2 separate regions of the Delphinus delphis genome follow, and region 2 is linked to region 1. The links are chromatin contacts, called in public Hi-C maps. All regions are on one chromosome and are shown on one strand. The core of a region is the stretch at or near the end of the contact, and the rest is flanking DNA. Distances in the headings are between cores, read along the strand shown.

Evidence for each region. Hi-C and Micro-C count contacts between places; a contact is called where the count stands out from the background.
Region 2: a contact with region 1 is called in a Hi-C map of muscle, with 6 times the contacts expected there. The contact joins the promoter of BUD13 here to the promoter of SIK3 in region 1. A contact is called at or near these places in 2 of 3 Hi-C or Micro-C datasets (lung and muscle).

What each region holds. Positions count from the first base shown.
Region 1 is chr8:17,231,278-17,236,031 of mDelDel1.2, reverse strand. It overlaps SIK3 (SIK family kinase 3), which reads right to left and starts at 1,562. Exons shown (of 24, transcript XM_060017905.1): 1 at 1,249-1,562. The coding sequence starts at 1,521.
Region 2 is chr8:17,536,961-17,541,413 of mDelDel1.2, reverse strand. BUD13 (BUD13 homolog) reads right to left here and starts at 3,199. Exons shown (of 10, transcript XM_060017910.1): 1 at 2,045-3,199; 2 at 1-73. The coding sequence starts at 2,187.

The DNA.
Region 1 (4,754 bases), core at 313-2,812:
TTGCAGCTTTAAATATAATGAATGACTACATCTAAAGTATTCATTCAAGTGAGAGACGGAGCAAAGAAAGAAATCCGGAGTACAAATGGGCTTGTGAGTCCTGTCAAAATCAAACAATTCCTCCTCGGGTCTTCGATTCCAATACTCCCAATGAAGAAGACCACAGGAAAGAGCCAACCACATTTCCTCCAAAAATGAATTTTCTATGTAAAATATTAAACGGATATGGCTTCCTAACTGACCTTGCCCAATTGCACCACCACAGCTCCACAAATCCCTTGGGAACCAAAGGGCCCCATGAGTGTCTGGGTTCCTCACACACCTCCTCAGTCACCAGGCTTTCCCCTCACCACTGACAGCCCACTCTGGGCTCTATAAGGCCCACAGTTCTGGACCCTCCAACAACTAAATATAACCAGCAATCCAGCTCTCCCAAACTGTTTAACCCCTGAGTACCTAGGGCCACCACAAACCTGGGCCCCCCTTGGGCCTCTGTTCCCTGACCCCCTTCCTGCAGAAAAATAAAGTGCTTTTTTTCCTCCACATTTCCCCATTTTTTTCATCACCTCCTCCAATAATCCTGTCTGTCCTCAGACTCCCATTCCCACCATCTATCAGTCTTGGACGATCAAATGCTGATTGGTGCCTCTGTCAGAAGGTACCAGGTCCCTCATACCTCTCAGTACCCTGTACCCACCACATACCCCTGGGACGTGCCCCAGCTATCCTCGTTCCCCTCATAATCCCACATCTGCGGGCTGCCGGTTTCACCCGTTTTCCCCCCATCCTCCTGGTCCACATTTCCTATTCCCCTGCCCTCATTCCCTTAGGATTTCCTAACTGCTGGTTCCAGAGGCTTCTTAGCTTACTGCCTCCTGGCTCCGGGAGAGTTCCAAACCTCTTCTTTCCAATCATCCCTTCTACGACCCTCCGCACAGCCCAGGGAGCCCCCTCCCCATCCCCGGCTCCCTAGCTCCCCAGGTCCCCGCGCTCAGTGGCCCCCTGCGTCCCCTCTGCCGTGCAATTACCCTCTCCCGGGTCCCCCGGTGTCCCCCACCTTCTGCTCGCCCTCTCCGCACTCTCGCTCGACAGCCCCCTACCCGTTTCCCCGGTCCCCAACGCTCTCCCGAGCCCCGCTCCCGCGCCGACCCCTCAGCCTCGGTGTCGCGGGGCTCTCCTGCGCCCTCAGCACTCGGACGGTCCCGGGCCGCGCAGCCCCGCCGCCGCCCGGTCCCACCGCGCCACTACCTTGGCCTTGGTGACGAGGTGCGTGGCCCGCTTGACCACAGCGAAGTTGCCCTTGCCGATGGTGCGGTCGATCTCGTAGTAGCCGATGCGGGCAGGCACCGGCCCGCGGGAGGCCGGGGCTGAGGGACGCGGCGGGCCAGCCGCCGGGGGCACAGCAGCGGGGGCAGCCGGGGGCCCCGAGGCGGGCGGAGGCAGCAGGCGGCCCGCCGGCCCGGCTCCCCCCGCTCCGGCCCCGGCAGCCCCGCCAGCTCCGCTCGCCGCCGCCGCCGCCATCTTGTTGTGCAGTGAAACCTCCGGGGCCGCGGGGAGCCGGCGGGGGGAGGGGGGGAGGGGGCAGAGGGGCGGGAAAAGAGGTTGGGGGGAGCCTGGGGACGTCACTCCGGGAGGCGGAGCGCCCGCGCCGCCGGGGCCTGGCGCCATGGCAACCGCTCGTCACGTGCCGACGCGCGTCACTGCCTAGAGCCATGGCAACCGTGACCTCACCGGCGAGCTCGACCTTCCCGCGTGGGCACGGTTCCTCGGGTGTCGGCTCCCGGGTGCCCCCCTTCGGGGAGGAGACAGTGGGCACCGCCAGTGTGCCAGCAGGTTCCAAGCCGCCGCAGCGTTGCCGGAGCCGGGGGGTGCTTATGCCTGACCCAAACCCGCCCTCGATCCCCCCGGAACAGCGAATGTGACCCCTAGTGTGACCTCTGTCCCAGTTCGGCAATCACCCAGGCTCCTTTAAAACAAAGTATTTCCTCATCACCAGAAATATTAGCACTGTCCCACTTTAGCCCTTGAGGCCCCAAAGGCAGGAATAGCTACAGTATCGAAGCAACTGTAACCAAGTCGGAAGCGAGGCAGGGGAATTCTTCAGTAAAATTCCTTCCTCTTAAAAAACCCAACTCACCCGGTACAACCACTCTAATTGTCACCGAATGTAGAGGAATGGGGAAATTAGGATTTGCGTGCTCAAGGGCGGAGAAACCAGCCCAAACACGCATTCCAGTCATTGGGTGGGTGAGGGCCAGAGCAGGGACGTCATTTTCCTTCCTCCCACCCCGTCTCTGAATAAGTCTATAGCTAGATGATTGTCAAAGAAGTGCCTGCGTCCTATTTCTGTCACTTGTAGAACCCTGATGAAGCAGTGGTGCACGTCATGGTTAAATGCGTTACGTCTGTTGGGCAAAATAAGTAAATAATAAAATAAAAATTCACCCTTACCAGCGACTCTCCAAGGACATTAAAGGTGATCAAATCAAATTCCAGTAGTAAATCTCATATCCCTTTTTCTTCTCTCCTGTGTTATCTGCTATTCCACACCCTCCAGAGCCCTCACTATCTCCCGGGTTTCCCCCTCTTTCCCCCCCACCCTTTATTAAGTAGATGGGCTTTAACAGCTTCAGGTAGGGCCGGGGAGGGGTAGGCTACTGGACTGTCAATAACGAGATGGTCTGGTCAGGCAAGTGGGGAGGAGGGAAGGCTGTGAGCACTCCAATGCTGAAATGTATTCCTCCTTCCAGTCCTGACCCCTCCACATCTATGTCTCTCCTGATGGCAGAACTGTGTTGTCAGGTCACTGCATGTACAATATTAAAAACTGACACCCAGGGCACTGTGAATGTATGAGAAGCAGAGCCCCTATTTACTCTCTCTGACCAAAAGATATTTACTAGCTCTCTGATTCCCCATCTGACTATGAATAATGGCTGGGACTAGGACAGGACAGGGAGGTCATTCCACAATTGCCTTGAATCAATTCCCTGGTTGCTGTTCCAAATTACCAGCACAATTAACACTAATTGGCTTCTTTACTAGCAAATAAGGATAAGGATGAAGTGGTCCTCAGCTTCTTGCAGTGGTTAAGCCGTTTCATTGGTTGAGCTCATTCAATTGCATATAAATGATGGCATGTGGCCAGCCTCTCATCACTTTGACCCTAATCACCTGCCTCGAACAGGGACTGTATATTAACTTTGGTGCTGGGCCCCAGGGTCCCAGTTATACTATCTCCTTAAGGAAAGGAGGAGGATGGGGGTCTCAACAGAAAACTTATGAGCAGTAAGGCAAGGGGGAAAACTCTTTTGCTCCGAGGGCTGCAAGAGCAGCACAGAAACCATTCTCGTAACAACTTTACAGCCTCTCCTCCACCCATGGAGATCATCTGAACATCAGGTACAGCAACTTCTGCTGCTCTCTGGAGGGTGTCAAAAACAAAGAAGCCTCTGGGGAGAAACTAGAAAATGGAGCATTGGTCTAACTTCCCAGAAGAAGAGGCAGGCAGATCACTCTTGTCCCTAGTAATGGCCAGAATGTGTATGCTGTGTATTATGTGATTTATGCTCTGTGCCTGTATGGATAGAGGCCAGTAGATGCTGTGTCCTATTGAGACTTGGACAAAGACTTGCTGGAGATTTCTCTGAAGAGTCCTCTTTGGTGAGAATAATATAGAAAATTAGGGAGGGGATTGATGAACGAAGATCATCAGGGAAAAAGGAAAACAGTTTAGATGTATGTATTTAATAATTATTTGTCGAATACCAAGAACCGAGTTAAATTTGGGAGGAACTCACAATAACAACAGTCTGCCAGGCACTATGCTAAGCAGTTTATATAAATGAACTTACTTAATCTTGAACAACCCTGTGAGACAGAATATATTATTATCCCCATTTTGCAGATAAGGAAAATGAGGCACAGAGGGATTAAAGGAGTTGACCATGGTCATAGGGCTAGAAAGTGAATCCTAGAATTAGCATTCAAACCCAGGAAGCCTACCTCTGGAAGCTGAGATCCTCCCCCACTGGATTATAAACCCTGTCAGAGTAGTAGCTAGTAGGAAAAGTAGTTCCCCCCAAAACTCAGTTTAGACCCAGGGAAGAAGAAGACTTGGAGAGTTCTGGAGAACAGGGCAGAGCAGGCACCGAAGCATATCAATAAAGAACAACAGATAGCAAAACTGATTGAAGTGATGGCTTTACTTGCAAGTAGCTCCAGAAAGAGGCTCACTACTTATTGTGCAGGAGTTTTGCTGCCCTTAGAAAACAGACGGGAAGGTGTGTTCCTGCCCTGCTGCAGATTCAGAGGGGTAGCTTGAGGGCTGGATTCTCGGAGTCCTGCAGTCCAGGGTGGAGACAGAGCTAGCCACCACCCAGCTTCCAATCCACCACCATAACAATTTGCTCTTTTCTAAAAAAGCAAAAGATAGATTCAAAGATGAAAATGAGACATTTTCCTCCATAATGTCATTGCGTTTTGTTTCTAAAATTTGAAAAGGGCAAACCAAGGCATTCTTGATGGATAGGATAGGCCCTTAAGAACTTCTGGAAGTGATGCAAAACCTCTGAGGACCTAAGGTCTGAGTGGGGAGTGATATAAGCAGTGGGAGGGAATACATTAACTCTTTTAAAGTCTGCAGAGCAGTTTACCAACAACCCGAAAGGAAACTGCAGCCTCACCACATAACTCCATAGATTCTCAGAGGCATCGGAACCTTGAAGAAAGTCTAACGCCTCACTCTACGTTGT
Region 2 (4,453 bases), core at 1,950-4,449, 300 kb before region 1:
TTCCTCTTCCTCCTTTTCTGTTTTAGTGGTTGACATAGATGTCCAGCTCACGTCATCATCCACAATCCGCATTCTAAATGTGAAAAATAAAAAGATCAAAAGAGAAGAAACATTTTTGGATAACAGCCTACAAACACTTATCTTTGGTTTTAGGCTAAAACTCAAAATCCTACAAGATCTATGGTCCATTCTTTGCCAATATGGCCAACTTTATCTTGTACCACTGCCTCCTCAGTTCACTACTCACTAGTCATCTTTTGGTGCCTACAATGGGCCAAATTCCTTTCCATATCAATTTCACGTCTCAGTTCCTTCCCTCTGCCTGACCTACTCTTCTCATTCTTTACTGGGAAACTCTTACGCATTCTTAAAATCCTAGCATATATATAACTTCCTTCACAGACCTTCCAATACTATTTCACTTACCTCCCCCAACTAAGAACCCCCATTACTCATTCTTGGAATACTTTATCACAAAGGAAATAAATCAACCAGTTGTGTAATTAGTTGTTTAAAGGCTGTATCCCCATTAAGCTATAAGCTCCATCAGAGTAGGGACTATGCCTCTCTCACTCACAGTGATATCCTCAACACCCTGCAAAAACTGGCATAGGAAATACTCAATAAATGTTTGTTACACGGATAAACTATGTAACAAACATAAATATAAACAGTCATTATTAACAGTTATTATTTGAAAAGGCAAGATCACTTATCACAACAACCATTTAATATAAGTGATATCATTCCGTTTTACTCTCATTTTTAAAGATGAAAAAACTGAGGCTTAGATAGATGAAATATCTTGCCCAAGGCCACACACCCCATAAAGTGGCACAGCTAGGACGCAAGCCTAATCAGTGTTACTCCAAAGCTCAAGTTAATTTCACTACATGGCACTGCCTCCAAGGAATCCACACAAGTCAGAGGGGACAGAAAGCAAGAATAACACAACAACCAAACCACGAGAGGAAATGGATTAGTTCTTCGGAACTACTTGACTTTATTGGGTATATTATTAGTTTCCTAGGGCTGCCTAACAAAGTACCACAAACTGGGCGGCTTAGAACAACAGGAATGTATTCTCTCTCACAGTTCTGGAGGCTTCAAGTCTGGAATCAGGAGTCTGCAAGGCAATGCCCGCCAGTAAGGCTCTAGGGAAAGACCTTTCCTTGACTCCTCACACTTCTGGTAACCCCTATTGTCAGCATAAATCCAGTCCAGTCTCAGCCTCCATCTTCACGTGGTAGTTTTCCCTCTAAGTCTGTTTCTGTATCCAAATTTCCCTTTTCTTAAAAGGACCCCAGTCATATTGGATTCAGCGTCCATCCTAACCCACTATGACCTCATCTTAACTAATTACAACAGCAAAGGCCCTATTTCTAAACAATGTCACATTCCGAGGTTCTGGGTGGACATGCCTTGGAGGGAAGGGGCACTATTCAACCCAGTACACTGGGCCACGTAAGTTTTCTCGTTTGAAAAGTGGGGGTATCAAAAATATCTACTTCATGGTACTGTTATGAAGCTTAAATAAATTCGTTTAGGTCTAAAGTACTTAGAACGGTGCCTGGCACATGACAAGAACTGTATAAGCGTTAGTTGTTATTGTTAGTAGTAGTAGGAAGAGTAACAGGAAGTGAGCATAGGTCTCCGACTCAGGACCGGAGTCCTTGGCATTGGAGAATCCCCACCGACATGTTCTGGGCCCTTAATATCCACGCACAGAACCTCTGAATTTGCTTCACCACTTTAGTCTCAGGGCACAATATTCATTCTCTGAGGGAGAGGACGGAATGCTACAAAGGCGGGAAAAGAGTAATGAAAGTTACAGCCAGGCCTGAATACGTCGAAGATACTGCCCAGGGGCGCGAGGAGCGGTCTGAGCGGACTCTGGGCTCAGGCAGCGCCGGGCGAGCAATCAAGAGCGCTGGGCCCCTCGGGGCCGCCAGCGAGGAGCCCAGGAAGAGCCGGGCCGAGGGCGGAGCTGGGAAGGTGAGGGGCGGCGAGCCCCGCGGACCGCGCCCCGCCAGGGCCAACTCACCCCTTGCCGCCGGCCCCGCCAGTCTTCGGCCGCTTTTTGCGACGCTTGCGGCCGGACTCAGAGCCCCCGTCGACGCCGGCATCTGCCCCAGACAAATAACGCTTCAGGTATTCGGCCTTTGAGAGCGGCGGAGCTGCCGCCATGGCAGCAGCGAAGGCGGGGAGACGGATCGACGCTGCGGACAAAATTCTTGAACGCGAAACGGAGAGCGAAGACTCTGGGAGGCGGGGCCAGGACCGGAAGTGAGGGAGGGTGTTTGGAACCGACAGGGAGTCTCGTGTGAGCTTTTGTGGGCTTACGAGGGGCACGCGCACGTTGCGGGCCCACTTCACATCCCTCTGACGTTACAATCGTGTTTCTCATCTTTGTCCATTCTGTCATTCAACAGACCGTGCAGCAAGCGCTGTTGTAGCCGCGAGGCTACAGCCACGACCCCAACAAGATCTCTGCCCCCAGCAGCTTCAGAAGGACCAGAGAGCAGTAGTTAGGTACGGGGGCTCTGGAGCTGCAGTGCAGCTTGAGTTTGAGTTCTGCTTCCATAACTTCCTAACTGTACGACCTTGGGCAACATACTTAACAAAATGGGGATAAAAATGACACCGAACCCAATGGTTGCAAGGACTAGGTTAATATTACTGTGTAAAGTGCTTTGAACAGCATCTGGCATAGTGTGTCAGTTATTTTTATTAGTATGTTTAGGTGGAGAGAAATCTGCTTTGATAGGCTTTCAAGAACTATTCAACAGGGCGCAGTGGTGGCGCAGTGGTTGAGAATCTGCCTGCTAGTGCAGGGGACACGGGTTCGAGCCCTGGTCTGGGAAGATCCCACATGCCGCGGAGCAACTGGGCCCGTGAGCCACAACTACTGAGCCTGCGCGTCTGGAGCCTGTGCTCCACAAGAGAGGCCGCGATGAAGAGTGGCCCCCGCTTGCCGCAACTAGAGAAAGCCCTTGCACAGAAATGAAGACCCAACACAGCCAAAAATAAATAAATAAAAAGCCAAGCATTTGAAGCCCTTTTAAAAAAAAAAAGAACTATTCAACAGAGGAATTCAGGAATTCCAAACCCAATATAATTACTATGAAAAATATGGAGGTTTCTAACCTATGTATCTTACCCACATTTGATATTTGTTGCCCCTAGCTATCTCTTGCGTATATTTCCAATGAAAATGACCTGGATCTATTTTCAACATGGCAAGAGAGAAGCTAGAGAGATTGAATTTTTTTTTTTTTTCATTCAGTGTTTTATTTTTTAAAACTCAGGTAATTTACTTTTTGGCCAGGCAGCATGCAGGATTTAGTTCACCAACCAGAGATGGAACCCGTGACCCCTGCAGTGGAAGCGGAGTCTTAACCACTGGACCGCCAGGGAAGTCCCTAGAGAGAGACTGAATTCTAATACTCAAGTTTAGGGAGAAGACTTTTCTTCCTGTGGGCATTAAGAGCTTTACTTGAATTATCTCATTTAACCCTCACATTTCTCAGATGCTTTTATTATCCTTACCTTACAGGTGAGAAAACTGAAGCTTGGAGAGGTTAAGTTGCCCAACTTCACACAGCCAGAACATATGACCCTTGGGAGCAGAGGCTAACAAAGTGGGGTGCAAGAGGTAATCCAAATTTCTTGAAAAAGAATTAGATTGCGTATTTTACTTATCTCACGATATGTTAAATTTTTGTCACGTTTTAAGGTTTATTAGTCAATAAAGTATTGTTATACTTTATAAATAAATACGCATATCTTGGAACACATGTTCAGAAAATATACATAAGAAAACAGGTTTGGAGGTCACTGCCCTGAAGCATGAACTTTTAACCACTGGGCTACACTGGGTGGTCACAGCACAGGCCCAGGAAGAAGAGCAGGCTGGGTCCCTCAGGGCCTATGAGAAGGGGGCACTGGACTGATAGGGCTTCACTAGCTGCAGGGCCCCACAGGTCTCCCATCCACAACCCTGCCTTGGCTTCTAGTACACTTCAGTGTATCTCAAGCTGAACTCCACAGCCCTGCCTCCACCCTGGTGTCAGCAGACATCAGGAATGTCTCATATTTCTGCTCCAGTGAACATTACCAGTATAGTCCTCTCCACCCCATCGCCTCCTGCCCATTTCTGTCTTCAGTTCCACCTCTACCCTTTCTACTCAGTACCAAACCTTAGCCTGACAAGACTAAGCTCAGGGCTTAACCCTGCCTCACAGGGCAGTTACGCAGGATCAAATGCATTCACGACCAGTGGCATGGTCTAAGTTTTGCCCTGTCTCTGCAGTTCCATCTAATAAAGCTAATGCCCCCACCTTCCCTGGCACTACCCAGACCCCTTCCCTGCTTGACATTCCTCCATAACATGGTGATTAATCTGACACTGTTCTACTTGTTGGTTTCTTGTCAACCCCCCACCCACTCTGTT